2 separate regions of the Macaca mulatta genome follow, and region 2 is linked to region 1. A link is a contact called in public Hi-C data. All regions are on one chromosome and are shown on one strand. Each heading gives the region's core, a stretch centred on a gene start, on an enhancer-like site or on the middle of the called end of the contact. The rest is flanking DNA. Distances are from core to core; before and after follow the strand shown. Region 1 holds the start of GOLM2 (golgi membrane protein 2). Region 2 holds the start of CTDSPL2 (CTD small phosphatase like 2).

What was found. Hi-C and Micro-C count contacts between places; a contact is called where the count stands out from the background.
Region 2: a Hi-C map of fetal cortex germinal zone shows a contact between it and region 1, with 2.5 times the contacts expected there. The contact joins the promoter of CTDSPL2 here to the promoter of GOLM2 in region 1. A contact is called at or near these places in 2 of 14 Hi-C or Micro-C datasets (cortical neurons and fetal cortex germinal zone).

The regions. Positions count from the first base shown.
Region 1 is chr7:21,683,358-21,690,917 of T2T-MMU8v2.0, reverse strand. It overlaps GOLM2 (golgi membrane protein 2), which reads right to left and starts at 5,291. Exons shown (of 11, transcript XM_077939306.1): 1 at 4,656-5,291. The coding sequence starts at 4,982.
Region 2 is chr7:21,822,010-21,829,226 of T2T-MMU8v2.0, reverse strand. It overlaps CTDSPL2 (CTD small phosphatase like 2), which reads right to left and starts at 2,057. Exons shown (of 13, transcript NM_001266809.1): 1 at 1,881-2,057.

The DNA.
Region 1 (7,560 bases), core at 4,042-6,541:
GATCTGGAACAATTTGAGCAACAAAAAATAAACTAATATTGGATTATAAGCCAAAGTATAAAATAAATATCCTTGAGTCCATACTGAGATAAGTGAATTATTAAGTTAATAAATGAGGGAGAAGAGACAAATCTCCTGTGCAGAAGAATTCCATATAGTTTATGTTGATACTCTGCCCTTAAGGAGGAAAAACATAACTATCCACTCATTAAGTGAGGGTGAACATACTTTCTTCCAAAGTGTACAGTATGGAAACAGATTTTTTTTTAAGAGTACCTTGGCCGGGCGCGGTGGCTCAAGCCTGTAATCCCAGCACTTTGGGAGGCCGAGACGGGTGGATCACGAGGTCAGGAGATCGAGACCATCCTGGCTAACACGTGAAACCCCGTCTCTACTAAAAAATACAGAAAACTAGCCGGGCGCGGTGGCGGGCGCCTGTAGTCCCAACTACTCGGGAGGCTGAGGCAGGAGAATGGCATGAACCCGGGAGGCGGAGCTTGCAGTGAGCTGAGATCTGGCCACTGCACTCCAGCCTGGGCAGCAGAGCGAGACTCCGTCTCAAAAAAAAAAAAAAAAAAAAAAGAGTACCTTGTAGTGGAGAAACTTGACAAGCACTATCTCATGCCAGGTGATCGAGGTTAACATCAGCAGTGATAAATCATTTTGAAAAACATACCCATGATGTGATGTGTTGAGACTAGTACTTTACTTCTGTGGTCTTTGTCCCAAAACCCATAACCGCATTCTAATCCTGAGAAAAGACTCAGACAATTCCCAATTGAGGGACATTCTATAAAACACCTAATCAGTAATCCTTAAAATTGTCAAGATCATCAAAAACAAGAAAAGGTCTAAAAAACAAGAAAAGACTGAAAAGAAGCTTAAGGAGACATAACGTCTAAATGTAACGTAGTACCCTGGATGAGACCCTGGAATTAAAGAAGGACAGCAAGAGAAAACTGAAGAAATCTGAATAAAGTATGGACTTTCATAACAAGGTATCAATACTGGTTCATTAATTGTGACAAATGCATCATACTTAAGTAACGTGTTAATAATAGGGAAGACTGGGTGTGGGGTATATAGAAACTCCCTGTACTATCTTTGCAATAATTTTCCAGACCTAAAACTGTTAAGTGGCCAGGTATGGTGACTCACACCTATAATCCCAGCACTTTAGAAAGCCAAGGCAGGAGGATCAGTTGAGGCCAGGAATTGGAGACCAGCCTGGGCAACATAATGAGACCCTCATGTCTACCAAAAAATTAAAAATTAGACCAGCATGGTGGAATGCACCTACAGTCCCAGCTACTTGGGAGGCAGAGGCGGGAGGATCGCTTGATCCCAGGAGTTTGAGGCTGTAGTAAGCTATCATCGCACCACTGCTCTCCAACCTGGGTGACAAAGCAAGACCCTGTCTCAAACAAACAAAGAACAACGACGACAACAAAAAATCCCTGAAAAACTGTTAAGTTTAAAAGACAGAGACCAAGTTTAAAAGACTACCCTTTCTACTAAGCAGCTCAGAGAGTCCTCATTAACCCCAAGAACAGACATTCACAAGCAGCCCAAGAAAGTTGTTACAGACAGCTCAAAATACAGAAGTGGCACACCAAGTGCTGTGGCACACACCTGGAATCCCAGCATTTGGTGAGCCCAAGGCAAGAAGATCACTTGGAGCAGGGAGCTTGAGACCAGCCTGGGCAACATAGCGACACCTTATCTCTACAAAACTAAAAAAGAAAAAACTTTTAAAAATATACAGAACTGACATTCAGTAAGAGATACAGTCTTGCGAGCCAACTGCATAAAATATTAGCCAAACACTTAAAAGTAGTTAAGATACCCAGGGCAATATTTCCCAAACTAGTGTGCTTTGCTATATTATTCTGTACCATAATAGGTAAGCCATGAAAATAGTAACCTGTGATCAAATAAACTAAACAAGACTGAGTTAAACAAAATTGAATAGGCTTCTTTATTAATGGATTTCTCAGAGCTTTTATATTCCAGCAGACATTATGAATTCCAAGAGGAGGATACACTAACATTTCCCTCCAGAAGAGGTTTTCTTTTTTTTCTCCTCACCACCCTAAGAAATATTACAAGAAGAGTATTCTGTTTAACACTACTTTGGAGAATACTGCTCTCAGGGGAGAGCAAAGCCTCAAGAATAGAGTCTCTTACTAGGTGACTGGAAAGAAAAAATAAATCCAGCAAAGAATATAGTGAAGAAGATAAAACTGGAGAGTCCAATATTACAAAAGCAAGAAAGGAAATAGTTTCCAAATAGCTAGAGACAATCAACAGGACCAAACGACTGAGAGGTCAAATAGAGTAAGAATAAAAATGTTCTTTGGTTTTGACTAGGAATACCGTCATTTGTGACCTTCAAGATAACAGTTGCAGAAAAGGAGAGGAAAGAAAGATGGCAGACTTTTTAAGATTAGGATGGGTATGAAAAAAGAGGTAGATGGAACATTTGTAGACCATCGATAATTTGACTTTAGCAACGAAAGTGAAAAAACAAATGTGCTGATTGGAAGAAAGGAATATATAGATTTTTTTTTCTTTACTTAGAACAGGGGACACCCACATCCTGTTGAAGGTAAAAAGTGAAACAAACTGAGACTGACAGTGCAGTAGAGCTGGGCAAGGTGGTGCACAACTGCAGTCCCAGCTACTCAGAGGCTGAAGCAGGAAGATCACTTGAGCTCAGGAGTTCAATGCTGTAGTGCATCATGCCTGTGAAGAGCTACTGCTCTCAAGCCTGGGCAACACAGTGAGACCCTGTCTCTTTTTTTTTTCTTTTTTTTCTCTTTATTATACATTAAGTTTTAGGGTACATGTGCACAACGTGTAGGTTTGTTACATATGTATACATGTGCCATGTTGGTGTGCTGCACCCATTAACTCATCTCTTAAAAAAAAAAAAAGGCCGGGCGTGGTGGCTCATGCCTGTAATCCCAGCACTTTGGGAGGCTGAGGTGGGCAGATCACTTGAGGTTGGGAGTTCAAGACCAGCCTGACCAACATGGAGAAACCCCTTCTCTACTAAAAATACAAAATTAGTCACATGTGGTAGCACATGGCTATAATCTCAACTACTCAGGAGGCTGAGGCAGGAGAATCACTTGAACCTGGGAGGCAGAGGTTGCAGTGAGCTGAGATCACGCCATTGCACTCCTGCCTGGGCAACAAGAACAAAATTCCGTCTCAAAACAAACAAACAAAGTCCAATGGCTGAAAGAATAGAATCAAGAGTATTAATTACTACAAGAGACTTTCCTTTGAGACCAGAGAGAAGAATGTGAATTGTAATGCTTAACCATTCTAAGTAGGAAGACCTTATTTTAATACTGCAACCTTTCATGGATTTCTACCTACTGTGCCCAAGAGTTTTTCAGTCTTTAGAGTTAAGCATGTAGCGCATATAAATTTATTGATTCCTTGACCCTATCAGAGCATGTCTATGTTATTATGGTGAAGAGGTGGGGGTTATAGGGAGGCACTTAGCTGAGGGCCTTAATCTTCCTGAAATAAGAAAGCAAGGTAGGGGCTGTCAACAGGAATGTTAGAAGCTCACAGAGCGTTTATAATGACTTACCCGTAAGTGATTTTCATATGCAAAGTAAAACTTGTAATTATAATGGGCATTTACACACAAAAATGTGAAGATTACCAAAGAAGTGTATAGAAAGAAAGGCATCTACTATCCTGCCCAGAAATTTTCATAACTCTACTATACCTACAGAAGTTGCCTAAGTCATAAATTATTAATATAGTTACCAATGAGCTAATGAAAACAAGGATTATTTAGTAGCAAGTATGATTACAGTTCAATTTTAAACTTTTTATATTTAAAACTTTGTATAGTTTTCCATCTGCATAAAACACCAACCCTAATAGCTACTTAGCTATACAAAATTTCATTCTATTTTCTTTCAATGAAGACACTGACATGACATTCCATTGCTTAAAATTTATTTTTAGATTCTAATCTTTTGGCTAATTCCATTAACAATTCCAACTGAGTACATAATGATTGATCAACTATGTCCAAGACACAAGTGTGGCTCACATATAGCTCGAGGGCCCATCTATCATAACATTTTGATCACAAAAAGGCAGTCATAGCTCACTATTTATTCAATACATCACCCTGTAGAGATTTTAAAAGTTACACAGCTGAAAAAATACATGGTGACTACCATAAGGTAGAGGAGTCAGAGGCAGCTTCGTTCTTTAAATAACGAAATTAATATTGTTCAGTGTGCACAGAATAAAAATGAGACAATAACCACACCAAACCTGGCAGTCGCCAGATTTGTGTGTCTTTGAAGCTAAGGGGGCCACATAGGCCAGATGATTACTATTGACAGCTCACCAGCTGAGCTCAGAGAATAGGCAGCATCTGCACACAGCCCACTCTTGAGAACCAGAATTTACAGTCATTTTTGTCTGGCAGGGACCAGAGAACACGGCACTGATAAACCGGGAAAAGTCTGACAGAAACAGGGTTGTTGGGGGTGAAAGGAGCCTTCAGGACTGCAATATTGGAAGGGATAAGACAACCGCTAGCGGATTAACATCCCGCCCCAGACCCCGGAGAAAAAAGAAACTATGGGGGTTGAAGAGAAAGGGGTCGTCCTTACCTTGTCATCCTCGCATCTCTTCCCCAGGCCCTCTCTGGCCTGCAGCCGGCTGCTGAGGCGGCCGTAGTCGGCCTCCTTCTGGTCAATCTGTTTCTTGTGCGTGTCCACCAATAGCAAGAGGTCCGAATTGCGCTTTTCCAGCCGCCCGCGGGCCACTTCGGTGCGCTGGACCTGGCCCTGCAGCTCGGCCACCTCCTCCTGAAGCAGGACGTGGCGGGAGGAGATGCTCCAGTAGTTGAAGGCGAGGACGACGATCACCACCAGTAGCACCACCAGCACGAGAGAGGGCAGGCGGCCAGCCCGCCGGTTGGCCCCGAAACCCACCATGGGGCCAAATCGGGCTGTATCCTAGGGGCCTCGCCGCAGACACCTGCAGGCAGAAGCCTAGGCCTCGGCTGGAGTTACCCGGGGGACACGGCCCCAGGGCCGGCCGAGGGAGGAGGCGGGTTTATCCGTCGGCGGCAAGCCGGAGAAGGGGGCGGGGCCGCAAGCCGCAGGTCCCTCCCCGCCCCCTTCCTCAAATCAGGCCAAAACGCGTTCCGGAGGCTTTGAACTCGACCCCGCACCTGCCAGAGGGAACCGAGAGAACCCAGCTGCCCGCGACCCGAACCCAACACCTCACGGTTGGGAGGCGGGGAAAAAACCGGAAGGGGGCGGATTTACTCTGGCCCCACCCACTGGCTGGGGCCGAGTCGTCTAGGGGACCATTTCCGAGTTTCCGCCGACACCCCCTCTTGTCGCGAGAAGGTTGCTTCATCTCGTCTCCCTGCAGTCCTCTCTCGCGAGATTTTTCTCTGTCACGTAGGTTGTTGTGTTAATGTTAGCGGTCTCAGATGTCTCAGGTTCCGGGGTCGGAGTCCTTTCTGTTCTTACCTACTGGATTCCCTTGATTCAAGGTCTAGGGAGTTCCTGCCCTACACTGGCCCTCGCGAAAATATTTGTCTTTGAGGACGTCTGGGGCTGCGACCGCGGAATAGAAAAAAATAGTAGGTGAGCTGCAGCCAAAAAGGGGCAACTAGAAAGGTTTTGTACTTGCTTCTGTAGAAGGGGAATTTCTCTTTTGTGCTAATGATGTGGAAAGAAAAAACAAAAAGACCGTAAAATAGCGATGCCCTAAACATAATGGAGAAAAGCGGGAGAAACCAAGCTTTAGGACTGAAAGGGGTGGTGCCAGTCTCGTTTCCAAGGTTACTGCTTTCGCGAACCGAAAGAATTTCAGAATGTGGCGAGCTCCAGTTTTTAAACGCACCGCTGCTTTTGCCTCAGCTGGGCTTCCAAACAGAAAGTCCAGAAGCTGCCTTCGATGAATCGTAACTAATGCACTGTTACTGACAGCGAACACATTCTGGGTTAGAAATAATAGCTCTAACAAATTGTTTTGCGCACCTAGTCTCATCTTCTCTACAGTTGAAGAATCCAAGACACAAAGATGTTTGGGAACTTTCTCATATCTGGTTTTAAATAGGCGTGAATCCAGATCATTGGGCTCTAAACACCATTGCTGTCTGCATATAGCAGGCTGTTTATATGTTAAGTGTGAATTTCAGTAACGCAAAAAAAAAAAAAAAAAAAAAAAAAAAAAAAGCCCCCGCTTCTTTTGTTTTTTCTGTATAATTCTTTTGTCCGTGCATAGAAAAATAAAAAGTTACTGGCTCTAACCTGTTTAAGGAGAAGATGAGGTTGCCTTATTTTTCAGACCTCAGGTTGAAGAACTTCCATGAGTATATAACCTCAAGAACGGAAAAACCTTGGTATTTTTATTCAAATCAGAGAGAGAGATGATTTTGAGGCAGGAAGACTTGTCATCTTTGAATAATTATTCTGTGCTTCCTATCCTCAAAAATTAATTCCCTAAGTCCCGTAGTAGCGTAGAAGAATTATTGCATCTTCAAAGAACAATACTCTCTCAGATGCAGTACAGAAAAACAATACCAAAATTATTAATACTTGGTTCACACCAGACATGAGCTCTGGCTTCATAAGATCTAAGAAATCCCCTCGACTCTCAGATGACAAGCAGACTTTGGCAAAAGGAAGCAAAGCAAAAATGGGAAATCATTAACTATAATGAGCCTTCCCATCTCTGCTTTCCTCAGCTCATATTGGCCTTGCTCTGCTCAACCAGCAATCGAAAATTATTCTAGGCCAGGCGCGCGGTGGCTCATGCCTGTAGCCCCAGCTACTCGGGAGGCTGAGGCAGGAGAATCACTTGAGTCGGTGAGGCAGAGGTTGCAGTGAGCCGAGATCGTGCCATTGCACCCCGTCTTGGGCAACAGAGTAAGAAGACTCCGTCTGAAAAGAAAGAAAATTGTTCTATAAAGTAATGTTAACTACTTGATATTTACTGTTCCCACGAGTGTTTTCATTTTTACATAGGCAAATCTAAAAGTATAAATATTGTACAAAACACACATTTTCTCAATAGATGTTTAGTAGAACTATTGGGAACTATTATTCCATTTTACAGATACAGAGGTTACTTGCCGAAAGTCTTTTATGTAGTAAATGGCAGAGATGACCAGTCCTCTTTCCACTCTTCCCTAGAGGATTTTTTTTTCCATTTTGATGGTTGTCTCATCAAGGTGTTCCTCCTAGTGAATACAATCCAGATATTAAGACAGTGTTTAAGTGCCCTCCCATAGGTAGTTCTGAGTTAGGCATTAAACAAATTAAGGTAAAAGTCAATTCCTTAAACCAGGTAATGGAAGTTAACATCAACAGTGATGTCCTGTTGATAGTATGTATTGGTGATACAATATGATGATTGTAGCACTCTGTGTGGTCTTCTTCACAAAGACTCATAACCCTGGTCTACTCATGAGAAAAACGTCAGACAAATCTCAGTTGAAGGACATTCTGAAAAATACTTGACCAGTATTCCTCGAACTTGTCAAGGTCATCAAAA
Region 2 (7,217 bases), core at 808-3,307, 140 kb before region 1:
CATCTTGTGATCAGCCTGCCCTGGCCTCCCAGAGTGCTGGGATTACAGGTGTAAGCCACCCCACGCAGCCAGCTTTTACATTCTTTCAACTCTGAGAAAAGCATTAAAAGAGTGCAAGTACTGAATGCATGCAGTACTAAACAATTTACGAGAACTCTTGAAAACAAAGTCTACAATGCTCACTCAGCTAGCTGTAAACTAACTTTTATTAAAAATATTAAGGCTATTAACTACCCAAAAAGGTCATTAAAATACAGACAAAACCTATACACTAGACCAACGATGTAAGATCCCTTTAAGTTGCACATTTGGCTCCATTTTTAAAATAAATTGACTTGGCAAGTAGTTAACGTGCCTGTACCTCCACTATTCTACTGGTCCTAGGAGAGTATTAAGTTCAACTCAATCCTAAAAAACTCCTTCACATAAGAGCTACATTTTGCCTTGACTTTCTTTATGACCTTGGGCAAAGTCTACCAAATGAAGACTATAATAATGTTTGTGTGTTCCTGTTAATATTGAAAATTAACCACAACATCGTGCGAACAATAGTGAAATTCTCTAAACTGGACGTATCCAGAGTTGAAAACTTGAGTTATAAACGTCAACTGATATGCAATGTGAACAGTTTTTAAAATTTTAATTTGATTAGTGAAAACAAAACAAAACAAAAAAACAAAGACCCCAAATTCAACATGATTAATAAATTCCGAAAATACCATCAGCCTCCTTATTACTTCTCTTTATGAATAAATGGTCTGCAATGTAATTTAAAAAAAGGAAAGAAAAAGTAAAGAAATATAGTAAAACTAGCTTTAACACGCCATTTCCCTTTTCTAAGAATAACAAATGGACCACAAACGAAAATTTAAAACTGGGCAAAGAATAGAGAGACAAAGCAATCTACAATCTGAAAATCACACAGATAAATCTATCATTTCAAGTCACTAATTCGCATACCCACGTAAGAAATTAATCTTGGTACTGCGATACCAGCATTAGGAAGATAAATCCCTGCCTCGGAGGAACACCTACTGAGTACGTTTCATTTCAGGATCTCAGGTAAGTTTACGAGCTCTTCTCTCTTCAGGTTTCCCTAAAGTACTCTGAAGTGTTTAACATCATTCACACATCCAGCCACCACTAGGGTGAGAAATAAACAAGATTTACTTATGTAATTATTTACCACAGAACTCTGGTCAAGAATGCAAAAGTTAACAACCATACAGGTATTTAAAATCCAAAGAAAGCAGAGAATATTAAGGATAATAAGGTTCACCCTTTAACTGACCACTATGGACACCAGAGGCCTTCCACATGGGCTGTTCCTTACAATCACTCCCGATTTGAAAAAGTAACAATGTCAACTCGAGATTTTAACAGTACAAAAGATAAACAGAACTTACGCAAATCCCTTCTTCCAGATTCTGAAAAGGTGTTTATAAAAACTGAGATAAGAGCACGCCCCCCTAAAAGCACCCTACTCGAAAGAATGAAATGCCGAAAACATCAGGTGGGCCAAAAAGGTTAGAAAAGCTAAACTTCTAACTTAATTACCCAGAGGTTGGGGACCAGGAACGTGAGATCGGAGTGGGGGTGGGTAGCAAAGTGAAATCTAACCCCAGAAATCACAACGCAGGCCGCAGCCTAAAAGGTGAAGCTGGCGGGAAGTGAGCTCCCTTTCTGTTCCCAGGGGAAAGTCCAGAAAGGAGCGGCTCCGCACAGTGGACGTACGAGGCGCCAAAGAGTGCATGCCTACCAAGGCGCCAGAGCCGCTGGAGGACCGGGTTTAGAAGGGGAGGAGATCCCGGCAGACGGCCCTGGAAGAGGAGGAGAACTAAGATTGGAAGCAGCGGCAGCGTCTGGACGAAGGGGATTACCTAACTGTGACGACAGAGAAGTGTCCTCAGGCTCCGGCGATGGTCCCGACTGCGCAATGTGTGGTGTCTTTCCCGCTTACCCCGCAGCAGCAACAGAACCAGCTCCTTCAGCCAGTCGCCATTTCCCGCCTACCGACCTGCTGCACCGCACGGACAGGGACCCGGATGGAAAGCGGCCTCTCCGCGCAGGCGCCCTGACTACCTCCTCCCCCTCCCGCCACAATTCCGCGAGGTGGGAGGGAAGGAATGCGGGCAGCCACAACGGCAACAACAACGAAAAAAATACTTTTACTTCCGTGAAGAGCGTTGAAGTTCCTTACGCCGGAAGAAACTCTCTAGTCTGAATCCCGGAGAAAAATTGAACACAAGGCCTTAAGACTGGGTGGAGTAAGAAAGGACAAAACCTATCAGGATACGCAAGGGCTTGGGGGATATTTGTACGTTAGGGGCCTCCGTAGCCGGCTGTGTAGTGGTCGCAGGGGGAGTAGGGAGTAAAGCGTTAGGAGTGGAGAGGCGGGGACCCGAAGGACGGTTTTTCCTCCCGCTCCTAACGGAACTGCTTGGGCCGAGCTGGGAGGGGGAGCGCGCCCTTGCCCCGGAGGCGGAGCTTAGGAACGCGTCGTGCACCCTGGCGGCAAGGGTTTAGTAACTGTGGGCGCGCTGGGTAGGTGGAGCCGAGGGGATAAGGCGGGACTAACGGCTTGGCGCGCTGAAGGAGGTAGTTTGTAGTGAGCGCTGCCCGAGGCTGGGAGAAAGCGAATCTGGCGCTTTTCCTGGGATTTCGGTGGCCCCTAAAGGTTCCCTTCCCTGCTCATTGCCTAGAGGGCGTATCAGTCGCTTTTGGATCATAAATATTCACGCCTTTCGACTCAACCCTATGTTGGTAATTCTGCAGGTTGAAAACTCGGATCTTTCAGGCCAGTGGGCTCCCACCTGCGAAAGTAGGTCAAAGGACGGTCAGCTCCACAGAGTGAAATGTATCAGTCCGGAGAATCCAGTTCTAGTGGGGTATCAGAAAACCAAGGCTAATGGTTGGAAGAACATTATTTTTCACTGAAACTCCAAGCCACTCTCCTTATTCGATCAAGAAATATTTATTGAAAAAGTAACTAGGTGCGATGTGTGAAACAGTGAGCCAGGCAGACACGGACCCTGCCTCCCCAAAGGTCATGTTTGTTTGGGTTTTTGTTTTTGTTTTTGTTTTTGTTTTTTTGTGAGACGGAGTCTCACTCTGTCGCCCAAGCTGGAGTGCGGTGGCGCGATCTCGGCTCTCTGCAACCTCCGCCTCCCGGGTTCAAGCGATTCTCCTGCCTCAGCCCCCTGAGTAGCTGGGATTACAGTCGCGCGCCACCACGCCCGGCTAATTTTTGTATTTTTAGTAGAGACGGGGTTTCATCATGTTGGCCAAGATGGTCTCGATCTCCTGACCTCGTGATCCGCCCGCCTCGGCCTCCCAAAGTGTTGGGATTACAGGCGTGAGCCACCGCGCCCAGCCAAAGATCATAATCTATTGAAAAAGACACCCTGGCCGGGCGCGGTGGCTCACGCCTGTAATCCCAGCACTTTGGGAGGCCGAGGCGGGCGGATCACGAGGTCAGGAGATCGAGACCACGGTGAAACCCCGTCTCTACTAAAAATACAAAAAAGTAGCCGGGCGCGGTGGCGGGCGCCTGTAGTCCCAGCTACTCGGGAGGCTGAGGCAGGAGAATGGCGTGAACCCGGGAGGTGGAGCTTGCAGTGAGCCGAGATCGCACCACTGCACTCCAGCCTGGGCGACAGAGCGAGACTCTGTCTCAAAAAAAAAAAAAGAAAGAAAGAAAAAGACACCCAAGTAAACAGAATTTAAAAACTGATTAAGCGTATACAAGGAGTGGCATGATAGGCGTTGTAGAACACATGAGGGTGCCAGTGAAGGGGTCTGGGAAGGTTTCCTAAGGTAACGTCTGAGACATAAAGGAGGAGTTGGTGTTGCAGGGGAAGAATGTCTAGGTAAAGGAAACAACAGATGGAAAAGTCCAAAGATGAGACTGTGTTGAGCCATTGCAGAAGTAGTTCTGTGTGCTAGGAAAAGAGGATGAGAGGGCAGGGGAAAGATGGCAAGAGAGGCTGAGAAGTAAGCAGAGATAACATACTGTTGACAATCTCATTTCTATTCCAAAGTATGGAGCAGGTGGGTTGTCTTCTGAAAACCTTGTATACTACAGATTCTTCTGTCAGAGTTCATTTGCACCCTAAATTTTCCTAGTGCAAAAATGCTCAGAATGTGACATTTATTGGGAGCTCGTGGGATACACAGCACAGAACTATTAATAGTAACAGTCTACACACACAAAAATAGATTCCTGAAAAGTTCAACGGAATCCAACAAATAGTTTATCCAGAGTGTGTCATGGAAAGCAGTAGAACACCAACTAAACAGTTACCCCATTATTACTAAAGTTTATTTTATGTATTTATTTATTTTTAGAGACAGGGTCTCACTCTGTTCCCCAGGCTGAAGTAATTAAAGCTCATTGCATCCTCAAAATCCATGGTTCAAGCCATCTTCCTGCCTTGGCCTCCCAAAGTGCTGGGATTGCAGGCCTGAGCTACTGCACACAGCCCCTAAAGTTTTGTTTTGTTATTTGTTAAGAGATAGGGACTTCCTCTGTACCCCTGACTTCAGTGCAGTGGCATGATCATAACTCACTGCATACTTAAACACCTGGGCTCAAGTGATCCTCCCACCTCAGCCTCCCAGTATTGAGGACTGGCTAATAAAGTTATTTTTAAATCAGAAATATTAATTTTTTTTTTTTTTTTTGAGACGGAGTCTAGCTACCGCCCAGGCTGGAGTGCAGTGGCCGGATCTCAGCTCACTGCGAGCTCCGCCTCCCGGGTTTACGCCATTCTCCTGCCTCAGCCTCCCGAGCAGTTGGGACTACAGGCGCCTGCCACCGCACCCGGCTAGTTTTTTGTATTTTTTTAGTAGAGACGGGGTTTCACCGTGTTAGCCAGGATGGTCTCGATCTCCTGACCTCGTGATCCGCCCGTCTCGGCCTCCCAAAGTGCTGGGACTACAGGCTTGAGCCACCGCGCCCGGCCAGAAATATTAATTTTTAAATTAGAAATATTTCTGGGGGAAAAATTTCCAAGAAATCGTTATTCCAAACCTTCATGTTCCTAAAACTTAAGTAAAATATGCTATTTCCAAAGAGCACTTTTATGTGCATTTTGATTCTCCTAACAACCCTATGAGGTAGGTAGAATAGGTGGTATTTGTTCCCTGCCTTTCAGTTGAAGACACTGAAATTTGAAAAAGAAGAAAAACATGCCATATCCAAAGATAATCACAATCATCTAGTAGGAAATACAATAGAGACTCAAACCCTTATTCTGCTCATTATACCACCTCGTATGGCAATATTATTACCATGGTTAAATTTGGTAAGTTTAGGATCAGGCTGTAATCTCGGCACTTTGGGAGGTTGAGGTGGGAGGATCATTGTATCTCAGGGGTTGAAGACCAGCCTTGGCAACATAGTGAGACCTCATCTCTATTTTAAAAAAAAAAAAAAAATTACTAAGTTTAGAAAGATTGCTGATAGAAAGCCTAAGTTTATTTGCAATTTTTTAAAAACATTTTAACACCATTTTTTCACAAGGGATAATTGCTGTGTTCTGCTTTTCACCTTAATTTATATCCTATGGTCTCTCTCCTGGCCTCTTTTCTGTAATATCTAAGTGAATTGTTGTGAAGATCAAATTATATTATTTATGAAAGCACTTAGCAAGATGCTTTCCTTGCTCCTTAAATGGTAGTAGTTAATGTCTTGAAGCTTCTGTAACAATCCAGTCCAAAATTTTAGAATAATGGTCTAAAAATATGAACTTAAAAAAGTATGAAGTAGTTTTAGATGTAAAGCAGTGGTCACAGGGAAAAAATGTAATTAATGCAAAAAACTAGTAGCAGGTATTTTTGCTTTTTGTTTGTTTGTTTGTTTCTAAGAGGTGGAGTCTTGCTATATTGCCCAGGCAGCCCAGGCTGGACTCTAACTTCTGGGCTCAAGTGATCTTCTCACCTCAGCCTCCTGAGTAGCTGGAACTATAGGCACATGCCACCATACCCAGCTTGAATGCTTTTTAAACTATTCAAAACTACTGCTATATAAAGACACTAATGAAATAGAGTGTTCATTAAATAATGTAATAGGGTCAGGCACGGTGGCTCACGCTTGTAATCCCAGCACTTTGGGAGGCCAAGGTGGGCAGATCACATGAGGTCAGGAGTTGAGACCAGCCTGGCCAACATGGTGAAACCCCATCTCTACTAAAAATACAAAAATTAGCTGAGTGTGGTGGCACGTGTCTGTAATCTCAGCTACTCAGGAGTCTGAGTCAGGAGAATTGCTTGAACCCGGAAGGCAGAGGTTGCAGTGGGCCAAGATCATGCCACTGCACTCCAGCCTGGGGGACAGAGTGAGATTCCATCTCAAAAAAAAAAAAAAAGTAATGTAGCCTGGGCAGGGTGGTTCACACCTGTAATCCCAGCACTTTGGGAGGCTGAGGTGGGTGGATCATGAGGTGAGGAGTTTGAGAACAGCCTGGCCAACATGGTGAAACCTCGTCTCTACTAAAGATACAAAAAATTAGCCCGGTGTAGTGGCGCACACCTGTAATCCCAGCTACTCGGGAGGCTGATGCAGGAGAATTGCTTGAACCTGGGAGGCGGAGGTTGCAGTGAGCCGAGATTGCGCCACAGCACTCCAGCCTGGGCAACAGGGCAAGACTCTGTCTCAAAAAAAAAAAAAAAAAGGTAATGTAATACAAATACCTCAAATTTTCAGCAGTCTTTCAGTAGGTCCTTATTCCAGAGTATATGGAATATATTTACCTTTTACCTGAAATATAAGGCATATGTTCTTCACAGTTCATTCTTATGTTAATTCTATGATGTATATGTTTTTGTCACTCTCTTATTGCAACTCAGTAAGGCAGTAATATTCATATTAAATATTGAAATACCAGAAATGTTATTTTGCACCACTGTCGCAATTACTTGATGACAGTGGTCATCTGAAACTTAATATGGTCAAAACTAAATTTTAAATTTTCTCTCAAACCTGCACCTCCTTAAGCATTCTCTGCCTTAGTGAATGCAGTTTTTCTTTCTCATACCCAATGTCCAATTTTAAAGTACAATAAACTTTCAAAATCAATTCTGAATCTAAACACTTCTCATCACCTCAACTGCTTCCCTAGTTCAAGAACCATCATCTTTAACTTGGAATGCTATAACAGCCTTTAAAGTCTTCCTATTCCGCTCTTGAACACCTTCAGTTCTTTTCAACACAGCAG